2 separate regions of the Sus scrofa genome follow, and region 1 is linked to region 2. A link is a contact called in public HiChIP or PLAC-seq data. All regions are on one chromosome and are shown on one strand. Each heading gives the region's core, a stretch centred on a gene start, on an enhancer-like site or on the middle of the called end of the contact. The rest is flanking DNA. Distances are from core to core; before and after follow the strand shown.

Evidence for each region. HiChIP or PLAC-seq counts read pairs in DNA pulled down with a chosen protein or histone mark.
Region 1: an H3K27ac HiChIP or PLAC-seq map of alveolar macrophages shows a contact between it and region 2. The contact joins the enhancer-like site here to the promoter of MMP14 in region 2. A contact is called at or near these places in 6 of 47 Hi-C or Micro-C datasets (liver, retroperitoneal adipose tissue, skeletal muscle and 1 more) and 2 of 2 datasets of contacts at active chromatin or transcription factors (alveolar macrophages and skeletal muscle).

What each region holds. Positions count from the first base shown.
Region 1 is chr7:76,217,595-76,222,299 of Sscrofa11.1, forward strand. The region is part of intron 2 of SLC7A7 (solute carrier family 7 member 7); the gene reads left to right. Among named protein-coding and RNA genes, the nearest start is that of SLC7A7, 18 kb to the left of the region's middle. Within about 2 kb of position 2,252, at least 5 of the 83 cell types and tissues checked have an H3K27ac peak or open chromatin away from gene starts, as enhancers often do. A contact at or near this core is called in alveolar macrophages, where this site is marked.
Region 2 is chr7:76,183,704-76,188,550 of Sscrofa11.1, forward strand. It overlaps MMP14 (matrix metallopeptidase 14 (membrane-inserted)), which reads right to left and starts at 2,181. Exons shown (of 10, transcript NM_214239.2): 1 at 1,842-2,181. The coding sequence starts at 1,943. It overlaps MRPL52 (mitochondrial ribosomal protein L52), which reads right to left. Exons shown (of 5, transcript NM_001185151.1): 5 at 3,744-4,316. The coding sequence ends at 4,164.

The DNA.
Region 1 (4,705 bases), core at 1,002-3,501, 34 kb after region 2:
CTCACCTGTGGGGGCCCTGTGAACAGACTGCTCTTCAGAGATCGGGCGGTCTTTGCTGGGGCCTCCTGACTTTTGTGCAGTGGAATGTTGGCTGGAGGCTTGGACGGAAGGGATGGCTCCAGAGTCAGCCTGGCCAAGAAGGGAGTTGCATGCTCTCGGCTCTCAGAGTACTGGTGGGGCTGCTGGCCGCTGTAGGGCCTGTGTGGACAGCTCGTCCCCTGTCTGCAGGAGCCGCTCGTGGACTCTGGAAGACTTAAGATCTCTGGGAGCTTTGGCCCGTCCTCAGACAGCTTCTCCTGGGACCAGAACCGCTGGCTTCAAGTCCTTGTGGCCAGTGAGGTGGAAAAGCCAGACTCTGGGCCCCCAACTGCCTTGTGCCTCGAACTTTGCCTTTTGAACTTTCTACTTGGAAGCTAGTCACTTCTAGTCACTTCTTCCAGAGAGATTTTCCATTTTGAGATGGCAGTGAGGAAACTCACATTTCATGTTCTGCATTCATAGCAACAAATGGGCTGAAGTCAAAGCCTTGGCTTCTTTCTGGTTTGGGATCGTTGTGAACTTTTTTTTTCTTCTTCTTTTTAGGGCTGCACCCACGGCATATGGAGGTTCCCAGGCGAGGGTGAATCCGAGCTACAGTTGCTGGCCTACACCACAGCCACAGCAACGCCAAATCCAAGCTGCATCTGCGACCTACACCACAGCTCATGGCAACACCAGATCCTTAACCCACTGATCGAGGCCAGGGATTGAACCTGCAACCTCATGGTTCCTAGTCGGATTCGTTAACCACTGCCTCACAACGGGAACTCCCAATGTAGACTTTGGAGCAAACTCTTCACCAGCAGGGAGGGAGGTAGAGCTCTGTGCTGGCCTGATCCCCCAGGCTTTTCAGGGGTTCACCCTTGGTCTCTTTTTCTGGTCTTTCTGTTTGCCTCAGAAGAGGCTAAGAGGGCAGCCTAGGGGAGGTTGGGGAAGGAGCTAGGGACAGAGGGCCCCAACCTTGGCTGAACATTAGAATCACCTTGGCAGGTGGGGGGGAGGTTTAAAAAATACTCATGGCCCCTTCTTCTCCCTCCCTGTTCCCCCAACCAAATAACTCTGGACCCCTGGGTAGAAGACTGGGGATGGGCTTGGAGAACAAGAATTGAGGAAGCAGAAAGTTGCTGCTGAAAACTGAAGGAGACCTTGGAAAGAGAGGTGTTCAGCTGTCCCTGTTCTTGAGAATTGCCTGGGGAGCTTGAAACACATGCCAATGCCTGGGCTCCACCCCGCAATTTGACTTCGTTGGCCTGGGTGGGGCCTGAGCCCTGGACTTTGTTAAAGCTGATCGAGCGATGTCAGCTGGAGCCAGGAGCCCAGAGTTAGGTGAGGGCTTGGGCTTGTTCTCATCAAAGTGGTTCTGTACGTGATGACTTGATGATGGTAGCACGCCCCTAAGCAGGCCGATCAGCAGACTCCCCTGGGGAACCCCATCTCAGACTTCCTGAATCAGGGGTGCACCCCAGAGGTGTAGGTTCATGTTCCTCAGGTGATCCTGCTGCTCACTCGGGCTTGCAGTCCTGTTTCTGAGAACCTGAATTGGACCTAGCTGAGTGAACCAGTTAGGATCCAGTGAACAAGGCCTTGCTGGCTTTGAAGGGGCCAGTGGTGTCGATTAGCAGGAGACCCTCCAGGTACAAGGTGCTTGCTTGCTCCCTCTAAGCGGGGCAGAACCATGGTGACTGAAGCGCTGACTGAGTTCGTGGAGGCAGAGTGGGAGGAACCTGATCCAGTGACCAGTGGGGATTATGCTTTGTGTCTTTTTTGTTTTGTCTTTTTAGGGCCGCACCCTCGGCATATGGAGGTTCCCAGGCTAGAAGTCTAATCAGAGCTACAGCCTACACCAGAGCCACAGCAACGCAGGATCCGAACCATGTCTGGGAGACCTACACCACAGCTCATGGCAACGCCGGATCCTTAACCCTCTGAGCAAGGCCAGGAATCGAACCCTCAATCTCATGGATACTAGTCAGATTTGTTTATGCTGCACCACAATGGGAACTCCTGAAATGTCTGGTTTAAGGCAAGAGATCTGAGGCTTTTTTGGAGAGCTTAAATCTGGTCCTTCTGAGGAAGCAGGCTCAGTAGAGTATTCTGGAGACAGCTGGGTATTCACAGCCTGCATGTACCTGTTAAGAGGCTGGGCTGCTCCCCAGCAGTGTGACTCCAACTACACCAAGACCGGCCTAATGCAGCGAGGGGTGGTTTTTCTTGAGCAAGGTGACGAAGTGCTTGCTCACAGCAGTGAAGCCCATAGATTGCTGTCCTGCTGATTGCTGGGGGCTGAATGACGTCACTAGTCAGAAGACGCATGAGCTGTGTCACTGGTGATTTTAAAGTTCAAGATAGTGAAGAGAGTGGCAGGTAGAATCTTCTTTTTTTTTTTTGTCATTTGAAAACTGTGTATGTGGAGAACCCCCCCCCCCCCCACAGAACTGGTACCAGACGGTAAATGCCAAGATACCAGAAGGATAGACTTTGGTGAGGGGATGGATTTCGTAGTGATTGAGAGATACACACTTAATAAAGCTTTAAACTAAAAAAATTTTCTTGGCTGTGCTTGTGGCATGTGGAAGTTCCTGGGCCAGGAATGGAACCCGTGCCACCTCACTGACCTGAGACACTGAAGTGACAATGCTGGATCCTAACCTAACTGAGCCACCAGGGGAACTCACTCCTAAACTGAAATTTTAGAGGAAAGGAGAAAAATGCACAGATAAAAGTATATTGGAGTATCTGGGTATTTTGGAGGCTGTGAAGTATTCTAGAGAAAGAAGAATAAAGGTGGAAAAGTTGCTTAGTAATGCACCACTTGGAGAAGATAGAAGACTGGGAGTGATGTTTTTGGATTCAGAAACATTCAATGAGGCTAATAAACACATTTTCTTTTCTTTTCTTTTTCTTTTTTTGGCTGTCCAAGATATGTGGAGTTCTGGGCCAGGGGTCAGATCTGAGCCACAGATGAGACCAAAGCCACAGCTGTGGCAATGCCAGATCCTTTACCCACTGTGCTGGGCCAGGGATCGAACCTGTGTCCCAAAGCTCCCAAGATGCCACTGATCCTGTAGCACCACAGCAGGAACTGCAGCACATTTGCTCCTTACTTTTCCTGCAAGGAGGAAACAAGTTCAAGTCTGATTAGAATATGACAATGAAAGAGTACATGTCGTTCAAAAGTGATGGATTTGCTAGAAGAGCTGAGATTGATGTGGCATATCAAAGAGAGGTATGATGATCTGCTCTAATAAGGGATGCCCGTTCCCTCTGGGCAAGGTCACATTTTGAGTCTTTTGATTCCAGTGAGAGGGAAGTTTCAGGACCAAGACACAGAGAGTTGTCAAAGGATTTTATCTCCCCCTTTTCTCTTTCCCAACAAATGTAATGAACAGTGCTACCTAGTACAGCCTCCAGGGCCTGCCTGCAGGTGGGCTGCTTCTTACAACTAAACAGAAGTCTCTTTCTTTCTCATGACAGATGCATGACCCATCTCTTAGAAAGGGCACCCGGGAGTTCCTGGTGGCTTAGCAGGTTAAGGATCTGGCATTATCACTGCTGCAGCTCAGGTTGCTGGTGTGGCTTGGGTTCAGTCCCTGGCCTAGGAACTTCTGCATGCCATGGCTCAGCCAAAAAAACAAAACAAAACAAAACAAAACAAAAGGAATCCCTATTGTGGCTCGGTGGGTTAAGAACCTGACCTTGTCTCTGTGAGAATATGGGTTCTATCCCTGACCTGGCTCATTGGGTTAAGGATCTGGCATTGTTGCAATTGCTGGTATAGGTAGAAGATGCAGCTCAGGTCCAGGGTGGCTGTGGCTGTGGTTGTGGCCAGCAACTGCAGCTCCGATTAGGCCTCTGGCCCTGGAACTTCCATGTGCCACAGGTGTGGCCCTAAAAAGTGAAGAGAAAAAAGAAAAAAAAAAAAAAAGGGCAGCAAGGTTCTCTTAGCCTCTGTTAATCCCATCTGCTTATCTTGGAAGAATTATTACATGGTGCTATCAGAGGGCTCTTGGTTTCCACTTGGTGATTTTTCCTGAAGGTCTCCCATAGTAAAGTGCATGGAAATAAACCCCCATCCTAAGGGAAGAAGTGCGGTGAAAAGAAAAAGAGGATAAAAGCAAAAAGAAGTAGGAATGATGTAATGGTGGGCATATGCCATGCACCATTAGATTGGAAGAATAAATTCTTTGCTCTCCTTGTAAAAATTATAAAATTTGTATAAAAGGTAAACATGGTAGCAAAGGAAGCTTCAGTACCTTGAACATCTTTTGCTAAAATTGCATTCTCTGAGAAGTAGGAACTCATTACGTTTAACAAATGGTTTAGTATGGAACACGTTTGGGGTTTTTTGGGGGGCCACGTCATGCAGCAGCTTGATGTGGGATCTCAGTTCCCAGACCAGGGATTGAACCCAGGCCACAGTAGTGAAAGCACTGAGTCCTAACCACTAGACCGATAGGAAACCCCCAAACACTTTTTTTTTTTTTTTTTTTTTAATAGCACTCATAGCACATGGAAGTTCCCTGGTCAGGGATTGAATCTGAGCTGAAGCTGTGGCAACAAAGGATCCTTTGACCCACTAGGCTGGGCTGGGGATCAAACCCACGCCTCTGCAGTGACCCAATCCGCTGAAGTCAGATTCTTTTTTTTCCTTTTTAGGGTCATACCT
Region 2 (4,847 bases), core at 931-3,430:
TCGAGGTGGTGGGAGGGAGCTGGCTGCCTGAGGCCCAGGCCACCCCAGCTCTCAGCTCTCGTCCAGATTGGCCTGGAGAGGGAGCAACTCTGTTGGGTCAGAGAACTCAATCAGCTGGCTTTGTCTTGAAAATTGAGTGGTGCAAGGTATTGCCCTAGGGGAAAATCAAGGACAGGGACTCCCCTGGCCTAGGAGTCCTTGGGGGGCAGCGGGTTGGGGGACTCTCTGGCTTTTCTGAGGGCCCTGGATCCCAGCCCCTGGGTCTGCTCCTCCCTCCCTCTGCCTCCCATCCTTCATGGCCCAGACGCAAATGGTGGTTCTGGCACTGGGGCTGCCCATGACCCACTTAAAACGGAGCCAGGGCTGCTGCCCCTCCCCTAGGGGACCTAGTGGGGCAGGGGAGGGAAGGAAAGCAGGGCAGGCGAAGTTGGCAGTGGGAAGCCCCCCAGATGCCCAGGCTCCTTTTGTTCGGAGCTCTCCCCTTCAGGCCTCAGAGGAAGACTCCAGGCCTGGGGAGAGGTTGCCTCTTGCTTGTGGATGGTGTCAGATTTAGCCCCTGGGCAGATTTTCACTCTCCCAGGTCACCCCGTTCCTAGGGCCACACTTTTCCCCTCAGGACAGAGGGAGTGTGTTCTTTCTGGAGATGTTTCCTCCAGGGGTGGGACCAGGGCCGGGACCAAGAGGGAGGAAGCCAAGTCCAGATCCCTTCCCCCTGCTCTGCAGCTCAGGCCCTTCCCGGCCCCTCCCGACCGCACCCAGGCCCTGGCCGTGCTGAGTGGGTTGGGATGGCCCAAAATAAGAAGCTGATCAAATCTGTCTCCCACCTTCACCCCAAAATAAAAGAGAGAGAGAGGAAAAAACTTCCTCAGACAACTCCCACGCGGCTTCCTCCCGGGCCCGGTGGGCCAGCGTCGGGGAATGGGTGGGGGGCAACCCAGTCTGTGAGACGTGTGCGGGCACCTAGGGCCAGAGCCTGGCCCTGCTCCCCGGTACGACACCCCCAGTCTCCCTGCAACTGACACAGAAAAGCAATTAACAAAAAGAGCCTAAAGGCGCCGATGGCGGAGCAGGGAGAGGAGGCGGCGGCCAGGCCAAGCCCCCGGCTCACAAGGAGAGCTTTGTGTGTCCAGAAACTCGGGCCAGGGCGCCAGTGCCGCGACCCTCGACGCCAGGGCTCCGGGCCGGGGCACAGAGGGCTCTCTCGTGGAGGTGGGGGTGGCAGGGGGGCCAGGGCCGCTCCGCTGTCCACCCCCCGACCACACCTGGCTGCCGAGGCGTCGGGGGAGGGCCGGGACCGCCCCGGAGGCAGGAGGCGGCAGCGGCGGCCGCAGCGTGGGGGGCCGGGGGCAGCACGGCGCGGTCTCCGAGTCCCCCCGGCTGCCCGAGCGCCGCCGGCGAGCGCGGGCGGGAGAGCGCTGGAGAGCTGGAAAGTTGGAGAAACAACAAACTCTCGCACATGACAAGAAACCGGGACAGCGCGGGGTCTGAGCCGAGTCCAAATATTTATCAGGCTCCTGACCGGTTCCAGGGCTGAGCTCAGAGCCCAGGGGAACTGGGGAGGGGTGGGGAGTGGGCCCCCGCTGGAAAGTTCTTCCAGGGAAAGGAATGGGGAAAAAAAGTCAGCGGCTGGGGTGGGGGGGCAAAAGTTGGATCGGTGAGAGGAGGCAAAAGTTGGATCGACTTGGAAGTTTGGAGAGGGGGAGGGAAAGGAAAGGAAGGGGGATCCTGCAGGCCGAGACCCCGAGAGCCCTCCTCTCCGACCGGGGGCTGTTCCCCCGAAGACCCCCGGGCTCGCCTCCCCGCGGGCGCAACTCCGGGCAGGGCCCGAGGAGCTCACTTACTTCGGGGCTGAAGCTTTGGGCAGAGCTGAGGGAGGCGAGCGCGGAGGCGAGCGTGAGCAGGGGGAGCAGCAGACTGCGGACGGGTCGCGGGGCGGGAGACATGGTCCGCGACCGTCCAGGCAGTCGGGCCGTGCGGGCTCCGCGGCAGGGCCCAAGCCCCGGGGTCGCGCCGCCGCTCCCTCGGGCAGCCTTTGTCTTCGGTAGGCACTGAATTTGGGTTCCTAGGGCGCTGTCCTCTTGGAGATGAGGGGCTTGTTCTTGAAAGCGCCTGTTTGCTCGTCCCCTCTTTTCCGTTTTTTGATCTTTCTTCTGCTTAGTGGGCGAACTGGATCGTGAGCCCTCTCTCTTGCTCTCTCCACTGGTCCCTCCCTTCTCCCACAGCCTCCCTCCGCCCCCGCCCCTATGCCCTCCTTTCCCGGTGCGGACGTGGTTGTTTCAGCCTGAATCCAATTACAGCCAAGAGCCGGGTAAAAAAACCCCTAAGTTGCCTTTCTGTGGTGGAGGCTGCCATCTGCAGGGGTTGAGGCCACAGTCGAGAGCGGGGGACTGTGGAGGGACTCAGGGGACGGGATGTGGGAGACTTTCTCTCTCTAAGCATATTTTGGGTGGCTTGATTCCTCTGGTATTCAGCATTTGTCTCACCTCCGTGGGAAGTACTGAGAGGCTCAGTGGCTGGGGCAAACAAGAAGCTCAGAGTCCGTGATGGTGGCGGGGGGCGGTCTTGCTCGTCCAGGAGACCTGATTTGAGGGGTTGTCTCCTGGGACCTGTGGCTCAACCGTATTTTTGTCCCTTATTCTTGACAAGCACCTGTGTCCCTCCCCTGACCAACCCCCTCCCCCCTAAAAGCAACAATAGCAAGACCTAACTACCCACTGAGAGATCCCACCACCACACTGGATCTGGGGATCCTGTCCTTGTAGAAAGACAAATGCACTTCTTTATTATTGTCATTTGTAATCTGCTGTTCCTTAAATTAGGACTGGCCAGGGAAGAAAGGAGTGCAAGACTATGGAATCTAGGGAAAGGCAAACGGAGTCTGGTGAAATTGCTAGAAAAAGGGAGAATGGGAGTCAGGACTAAGGAGTTCAGTTCCCCCGCTACCCCGGAAAAGGAGGTAATCCCTTAAAAAGTATAATCTCCAGAGGCTGAGGAGACTCTGAGAACAAAAGGTGGAGGTTTGCAGGGAAGGGGGAGGGCAGGCTAGAGCTGATGGTGGGAAAGGGAGACAGATAAGAGGCTGAGGGCTAGATCTGGAAAAGCAAAACGAAAGAGGCAGGAAAAGTGTGGGAGAGCGAAAACTCGACCATCAGCGAAATCTAAGATCTAAGAATTGCATTGGTCAGCGAGAGAGGAAGGAGGTAGTGGGGGGAAAGACAGCAAAAGAAGGAATAATGGAGGTTGGGCGAAATTAAGTCAGGTAGGAAGTTTCAGAAACCCCAGAGACCCAGGAACTATCACATTTGTGGCAGGAGAATGAAAGAAAAGTCTAGTGCTCTGTATTGTATTGGAGCAAAGGTCCTATTTCCCCCAGACTCCATGGGAGGAGCCACGATCAATACAAGGAAAGGTTTCCCTGGGACCTGTGCAGCTAACAGGTTTGCAAGAAGTATACGGTGGCTATGAGGTGCCCTAGTCCACAGTGACTATTTGGTGGCTAAGCACCTCAGGGCTCCCCTATACAAATGGGGGTCAGGAAGTGCAGGCCTCTCTCCAACCGGCCTCTGGAATTCAGTCAGAACCACAGAAACCTCAGGATCCAACTCTTCGGCAGAACAAGCAATGCCCGTCTGCTTTTCCCCGAGTCAGTCTTCCCAGTGGGGCGATCCTCCAGGGCCATGTATCTTAAGTTTAGGAAAACAGATACCAATTGCTTGCCAAGAAGTAGGTCTCAGCTAGGAAAGCCTTTTTCATCAAAACATTTATTAAATGTGTAACTGCATGCAGCCTGAGCTGTATATGGGCTGTTAAAAGGCTTGGGTCCCTGGCTAAAAGCAGGAAAAATGTTGCCCCTTTTTCGTTTGTTGCCCCTTTTTTGTTTTCGCAGAGCTATAGCTCATAGTTAGGCTAGTCCCATGGCCTGAAAAAGAGGCGGTAAATATCCCAGAGCAAGATTCCTTTGAACTGGAAAGGAGCTGGGGGTGGGGGCACCGAGCCATCCCTTCTAGGCAGTAACCTTACAGACGGTTCTTCTTGGTGTCTTTCCTCCTTTGCCCGGGAGACAGATGGGGAGCATAAAGTTTTTCCTCTGGCTGGGAGGCCGGGTCTAGGTGATGGAAAAGAAAGCCAGACACAGGCTGGGGAAGGGAGACAGGAGTTGCTTTTTATTGACTTGGTTGTGGGTTCTGAAGTAGAGCCCCTTTGGATTTAAGAGCATTCTTCTGCTTGCCTTCTTCTTCCTGCAACTTCTCCTGCTGCCTGAGCTGCCATGCCTGTAACCCAGCATCCATTTCCTGTGACAGCAGTACAACTCGTCTCTGAAACAGACAGGAAAACAGTGTGGATAACATCTGGGGCTTGAGCTCTGCACCGTATATCCTTCCATTCACACAGATCAAAGTCAGAGGTTTCAGCTGGAATATGACACCGCTGACTGGGGAAGGGGTGGAACCAGGTCCTGGGCTGGGAAGCAGGAGGAAGGCAGCAAAATGTGTGTCTACCACTGGTTCCTGCCCTAAGAGTGCCCCATGCTATCCTCCCTTCTCACAGTCCTGTTAAAACCTTTGGCTGATAAAACTTTGGAGTGAGGGGTAGGTGTTAGATGCCAACATAGCGCAAAACAAATTACTACTAGAGTTCTCTTGTGCAGCAAGTTAAGGCTCAGGCATTGTCACTGCAGAGGCTCGAGTCGCTGCTGTGGCATGGGTTCGATCCCTGGCCAGGGAACTTCCACATGCTTCAGGTACAGCCAAAACAAAAACAAAAACAACAAATTACGATTTAAATTTTCTCCCCCTGAGTTCCCATTGTGGCTCAGCAGTAACGAATCTGACTAGTATCCAAGAGGA